2 separate regions of the Mus musculus genome follow, and region 1 is linked to region 2. A link is a contact called in public Hi-C data. All regions are on one chromosome and are shown on one strand. Each heading gives the region's core, a stretch centred on a gene start, on an enhancer-like site or on the middle of the called end of the contact. The rest is flanking DNA. Distances are from core to core; before and after follow the strand shown.

Region 1 (3,413 bases), core at 617-3,116, 1.4 Mb after region 2:
TGTGTGTATGTATGTGTGTATGTGTGAGTGTGTGTGTGTAAATGTGTATGTATGACCTCATGCATCAATGTGAGTCTGTGTATATGTTTGTAAATGTGTATGTATGTCCTCATGCATCAATGTGTGTGTGTGTGTGTGTGTGTGTGTGTGTGTGTGTGTGTGTGTGTTTTCAGACCAGAGAACAGCTTGGATATCATCCAAGTGAAAACCATCTATCCCCTTGGGCCTGAAACTCACCAGTCAGGTTTACTGTCCCAAGAGCCCCAGGGATCCACCTGTCTTGTCTATCACATTCAGCTGCTGTCTCTGGGTTCTAGAGACCAAACTCAGGTCTTCATACTTATGCACCAAGCACTTTATCCACAGATCCGGCCCCTCGGTCTTCATCATAGTTTTCCCTCCAATCTATATAGTCCTGTCTAATTTGAATTTAGTCTTAGCATCTTATTTGTTATAACTTTTCTTTCTCCTGCACCACTTTCTTCCTTACTGTACAAACAAGTTATACTGAATAATTAGGGTCCAAAAGAAGAATAGGACAGTAGAATTAGACATAGTAATGTAAGTCTCTACAGAAGTCTTGGTTTGGGGGATGCATATGATGGCACACTTATTTAGCACGCATACTCATAAACTTGATGGGAAGTATGTTTGTTGATACATAGTCAAATCTACAGTTAGTTAAAGTTCAGAGGGACATATTTCAACAGAGCCTTCTGGATGGTTGTCATGGCTGATTTTCTATCTACCTCTATTTCCTACCACTGATTAACCAGAAATAAAACAGAGGAGAGAAACAGTAGGGGATGCATCTTGGAGTGACCTTCTCTTAATTGAGCCTTGCTTAATTACATCTAAATGTTTTTAACCTCCCCCTGACCAAAACAAAACAGACAGTATCAAAGCTACCTTTTCAGTATGGCTAGAAAGCTCCCACCTCAGCCATTCAATGACCTCATCAATCAATAAGTCAGCTCTTCTACATTTTCTGAGCTATTTGCCCTGTGCCATTGATCAAAATCCAAGAAACCAAACTTGTTATATTAGTACATGGTAAGAAATGTGGCAAGCTGTTTTTTTTCCCTAATAACATTTTGGAGGTAGAATTGCTGGCTTTACTCTCTTCCCCATTTTAAAATAAAACAGTGTCAGATAAGACTTTATAAAATAAGATACTATAATAGAGAAAATGTCACATGAATCCACATCTGATCTCACTATCTCAGGTAGAGATTTCAGGCAGCGCTTACATATAACATACCGGAACCAGACATTGACTGTAGCCATTCACATTGGTCACAATTATTTACTTTCCCTACTTAATAGAGAGTATGTTTTTAATTGGCCGTTTGTCTGTTTTAAGCTCTAGCACCATCTCCGTTGTACCTACAAGATTGAAGAAAACAAATAAATGCTTCTTCAAAGAAAATTACATTGTTCCTCATTGTGCTTCCACTGTTGGAATCGGAGTTCAGAACAGTGCCACCGAATGTAGAAGTCCCCTTTCCTTTATCCCATTGGTCTCACTTAATTACATATATTTCTATAACTCTGTGACAAAGAGATTATGAAACCAACCCTGGCGGAAGCTAAGGTAGTTGTGCTTTTGAAAATAGTTCTAATCTTTGTGTCTCCAGTTATGGGTCCACTTGCTCCTCTTGTTTGTGTAAAGAGCTAATGCGTCCCCGGGGTCACTTGCAGCTTCTCTCCCAGCAGCCAGAGTCTAGGAACCTTGTAAGTCACCAGTCAACATTTACATGTTTAACAACAATCCAAGACAGCTTCATGGCCCCATCCTCCCACTCAGTGCTCTGGATCTTGGGGTCTCTGCATAGTTTCTCAACCATAAAATGACTTCTAAACCCCGTGCTTAGCTCTCTGAGGCTGTGGAATGGAATGCATCCCTTTCCTTCCCCTCCACTTCCAATGCAGAACAGTCAGGAGGGCTGTGTTAAATCACCCAGGCTGCAGGGCTCTGCGCTGGGGGATATTAGCCACTGTTTATTTGTAAGCTTCGCTCTTGTCGGTTTTAACGCCTGTCTTGTGTACGCCATCTTTATTTCTCTACCAGTCCCTGTGACAGAAGTTTCAATGCAAGTAAAGGTTGTTTTTCTTTATGTTGTTGCATTGAACACATTCTTGCCGAATAACGGCTGCTTTGGGTGAGAAGTAAAGAATTCCACAAGCTCAAGCACAGTCAGACCATGGCTTTGACTCAACTTGGTGTGAATCTTAGTGGTTTCTGTTCACTACCACTGCACTGTGGAACGTAGCTCGGGAAGATAATACAATATTCAGGGAGTACTTCTACTATGGGGTACAATGAATGAGTATTAAAATTGGGCCCAGCTCTTGACCTTGTCATTCCACCCAAGCCTTTGTAAAGCTGAGAGGAAACTATAGCTATCTATTCAAAGAGTTTTCAGAAGGGAGAAGACAGCACCCTAGGCAAGGGGCTCCTGGGAGGCCCGGAGGATGCTGAGTAGAAGGAATAATTTGCATACAGGAGAAATAGAATCTTGTTCAGTGTTGCAATAAGTAGTTAATAAAGAAGATGTTCTCCTACAGATATTTGGAAAGATGACGCGATAGAAGGCTCAATGGTCAAACGTATTTATTGTACAACTGTGACAACCAGAGTTAAGATCCTGGATGGGCATCCTGCAGAAACCTATAAGCCTAGCTCTAAGATGGGGGGAGGGAGGCCTGAGGATTCAGAGAGAGAGAGATTCTGAACTTTACATACATAAAAGCATACATATATTTCTAAGCTGTAGGAATACATTGTTGTTTCCTTGTTTAGTTCTTATTAAGGCCAGTTGATGACTGAGTACCCTTCCTACCCATGGCCCCCATGATTAGAAAAAGCACTCGTTCAAAAGCTGAGGGGCTTTTCTATTTGTTCTGCCGACGTTATTTAAAAGGAGATTTTTGCTCCCTGCAACCTATCTGAACAACAGCCAGTTGGTCGTGGTTCCCTTCATGCTTGCAGACAGCCTCAGCTGCAGCCCAGGAATTCAAACACAAGTGGAACTGGGAACTTGGCTTGTCTCAGAATCAATAAACTTGTCTCTATAATGAAAGACAAGAGTTGCTAGCCAGACCTATAAGGAAAACATATCTGTTTTGTGTACTGCAGACCCCTGGTCCATGGACAATGTCACTGAATGAAGGCAGAGGCCCTCCTTGCCGGAAAGGCAAACTCTGACCTGAGCCCAGGACCGCCTGGTTTTACCAAGTGCTCTCAGATGCCTGCCTTCAAAAGACTGGCTGGTTTTTATCCACCGGTGATTGCTCTTAGCCATGCTGAAGCCCGAGTAAGCTTTGCCAGTCACATCGCTAGGAATCGAGAGCCAATCAAGACAGCATGATTGATGCTGATTTGCAGTTTACAAAAAGCAGGAAGAGTGCAT
Region 2 (3,627 bases), core at 872-3,371:
TTCATGTGTTTGCCCCAGCAAAACACCATCTAACTGACCTTCCAAAGAACCCACAAATTTCCACTTCAATAGAGTAAGCTTTAGGATAGCTAGGACTACACAGAGAAATCAACCAACCAATCAACCAACCAAAAAAAAAAAAAAAAAAAAAAAAAAAAAAAAAAAAAACCAAACAAACAAAACCCCAAGCCCAAAACAAAACAAAATAAAACAAAAACGAATAAAGGAAAAAAAAAAACCCAAACTCAACCAAGAACAAAAACAAAACCAACAAATAAACCCTACCCAAACAACAATACCCAAAGCAAACCCCAAACTAAAAACCAACCCCCCAAACCAAACCAAACCAAATCAAACCCATTGAGAACCAAGATGACAGGGAAACATGTCTCATCTACCTGGCAGCCTCTGTATGTGTTGCATCAAGGAATGATGGGAGGTGAGGCTTTACCTGAGTCATGCTGATTGCTGGGCTGAGGGCAAGGATGTGTAAGGATGTGCGACCCTTATACTTTCTTTTGGGTATTTCCCATTGTCATTACATTGTCCCCTGGTCCTCAGCTTCCTCTGGAATGTTTGATTCATAATTGTAGCTTGAAGCCTTTGCTGATGTCCTGACCTGCACTCAACCCCCTCAGACCTAAATCCAAGTGCCCCCCAACCCCAACCAGTTGAATGTCTGTCTGCTTCAATGAGGAAAGCTGCCAGGAACTGGCACATAAACCAATGTCTTGTCTTGACCCTAGCTCAAGCCTAGAATGATTAGCAAAAGATCATTAGAAATGGCTGCTTGTTCTCTGCAACATTTAGCATCATAGCCATGGCTTCCTTCCTGATGTAGAAAAGAAATGGAAATGAAACAACACTGTAGTTTTTCAGATGACTTCTTAGCTCTCCCATATAAACCCAGAAGCTCCAGGCTAGAATCCATAAAAGCAAAGAAACGCAGTGCAGGTTACAGGGGCTTCTGGGGTGTGTATCTCCTAATCTGATAATATTTCTAGCCGAATCTACTTCCATTTCTCACCTCTTAACTGACTTTTCAGCTTCTACCCCTACAATTCTTATTTCCCTCAGAAGCAACTCTGATCCTTTTAAGTTGTGAGTCTGAGTGTGTCAACCTTCTGCTCAGTGTCTGGGCCTCTAGTGGCTTCCCATTGTTCTTCTGAGAAGAGCTGAAGTCTTGACAGTGGTCTCTGATGACTGAGGGCAGGGGCTGGACAGCGACTATTTTGGCCTTTGCCGGCCTGGTGTCTGTGTGCTCATCTGCTGTAGCATGAGCAAAGCCATGGAGGATAAGGTAAGGCACAGCACGGCTATAACCCGGCACATTACCACAAAGGGCACGGGGTTGGATCTGGTCCATGCCTGGCAAGCTCCTGTCCCTTTTAGAGATTTGGCCTTAGATACCTCTCAACCCTCTTGCCTTCTGCTCTCGTGCTATGCTTCAGGCCCATGGGCCCCTGCAAATTCGTCACGCTCTCACTTGGGCCTTGAAACTGGCTGGGTTCAATCTAGAATATTCTTCCCCTACAACTTTGAGTGACACATTTTCTTATTTTCTTTGTTTCTGTTTGTGGATCTTTATCGAGAGCTCTCCCCACTCCCTAATCACTTCATCTGAAATAGCAAAACTTACTTTTGGCACGCCATCCTCTTTACCCTGCTTTCTTCTGCTTGGAGACTGTTGCTACCACCTGACATCACCACTCATGGAATGAATAAATGATTCTTTCGGGGAAAATATTACCAGGTGCCTCCTTCATGCCAAGCAGGGAGCCGAAATTCCAATAGAGAACAAAACATAGGCTTTGTTATCGTTGTACACGAGTGGAGCTTAAATAAACATAAACATGGGAGCCAGAGAGAAGTGCTCTGAGTAAAATTAGGCTGGCCAAGGGGGCAGGTTGTGGGGTTCTTTCTCTTCGTTTGCCTTCTGCCTGGCTTCATCTGAGTTAGAGAAAGCCGTCAATCCCTCCTCCCTTTGCTGCATAGTTAGAATCTAAGAAAAACTCAGTGCCGACAGGGGGCGCCACAGCTCTGCAAAGAGGTGAGAGCCAGACCCAGGCTGTCAGGCTTCTGAAAAGGGCAGGAAGGGAGCTGAAGGCTGCAGCCTAGGGACTGGGAAGTTGGAAGTTATGGGATGTAACAGGATCTGAACACTACAGCAGCCTCACCGCAAGTGTTTTCCATGGAGCGCTGCCTAAGCTACGGGGCCTTGCAGAACAATGCGCTTTTAAGTTAGATGCTTAATAAATCAGCCAGGCATGCATTATTATGCCGCAATAGAGCCCTTGTTGTGTCTTAATGCTCAATTAGCCAGTGCAGAATCTGGGTCGGGCTTTCTATCATCTTGGATGTGTGGCGGGAACTGGCCCAGGTCTCATTGCTCTACCCGGGAGTGGATGCTTTTGTATCTTAGCAAAGCCAGGCACTAAGGTTGAAGGGAAGTCACAGATTGGGAGAACTAGACCTTGACACCGACCTTCCTCAAAGTGGTTCAACTCCAGTTGATATAGATGGGAAAAAAATCAGTTCACAGAGAAGTTACTTGGCCCAAATCTTAAGATGAGTGAGATTCAAAGCCTCCTTTCTGATTACTGATTCTGGGTCATATATTAGCTTTCATCAGGCACATTTTCAGGACACCAACGATGCCTTTCCTATGCCTGTGACAGGTGCCATAGACAGTAACGCCTTCCCACTGTCTGATTCTAAGTTAACCACTAGCCAGAAGAAGCCTCATTTATTTGAACACAAATGGATAATCAATTAAGAAAGAGCCAAACAAAGAAACCCCGATTTTTATATTTTATGGACATCCCAAGGGTGAGGGTCCAGTGTCCCCATGGTACCAGATTAAAGACAAGAGTAAAACCTTACCCTTGTTGAACCCTGCCTGCTGCCTCCTGGGTGTTCCGGCATTCTCTGGAGTGGAGACAGGTAGGCACGGCAGCTGCAGAGCATCATAGCTTGAGGGTCTGCTTTCTGCCTTTTACATGTGATTTACATACATGGGCACAGTGCATGCTCCGTAGTCTCTTCTAGCTCATTCCCTCCTCAGAGGGTCAGAGTTGTGCTGAAGTCCCCCAAGACTGCAATTCCTGTTAGGTCTCCATAGTAAGAATGTGTTGACTTTAGTCCTAGTCTATTGACTGTCTGCAAGGCTGTTTACTAGTGCCAGGGGACGCAACCCATGTGACTGGAGAGACCCTGTGGCCCCTGTCAGGCACCCACATCAGTATTTGAAGTGGAACAGTCCTAGATAAGAAACACTAATCAAAACCATAATAAGACACTGCTACTCACCTGCAAGTAGGTTGGCTAAAATGATAAAAGTCTAACAATATTAACATTGGGCAAAGATGTGGGTCAAGTAAACTCATATGGAGTTGGTAAGAGTGTAGGTTGGCATGGTCACCAAAGAGGATCATTGCACAGGAGTATTTAGAGATAAATGCACCCACCTGCACAGTATTCAAGTTTTTATACTCCAAAGTCTTTCTTCAAGGGAAGCCCGTGCATTTGTTCAGCAAGATAAATGTTCCAGATTATTACTTCAGAATAGTAAAAATATTGGAAACTACCCAGGAGGATAAACAAACTATCCAAACGTGCGTGCAAACT

What was found. Hi-C and Micro-C count contacts between places; a contact is called where the count stands out from the background.
Region 1: a contact with region 2 is called in a Hi-C map of uterus, with 3 times the contacts expected there. The contact joins two enhancer-like sites. A contact is called at or near these places in 2 of 484 Hi-C or Micro-C datasets (cranial neural crest and uterus) and 1 of 9 other capture datasets (embryonic stem cells).

The regions. Positions count from the first base shown.
Region 1 is chr1:77,335,300-77,338,712 of GRCm38.p6, forward strand. No RefSeq gene overlaps it. Among named protein-coding and RNA genes, the nearest start is that of Mir6352, 160 kb to the right of the region's middle. Within about 2 kb of position 1,867, at least 8 of the 459 cell types and tissues checked have an H3K27ac peak or open chromatin away from gene starts, as enhancers often do.
Region 2 is chr1:75,923,895-75,927,521 of GRCm38.p6, forward strand. No RefSeq gene overlaps it. Among named protein-coding and RNA genes, the nearest start is that of Gm32622, 11 kb to the right of the region's middle. Within about 2 kb of position 2,122, at least 50 of the 459 cell types and tissues checked have an H3K27ac peak or open chromatin away from gene starts, as enhancers often do.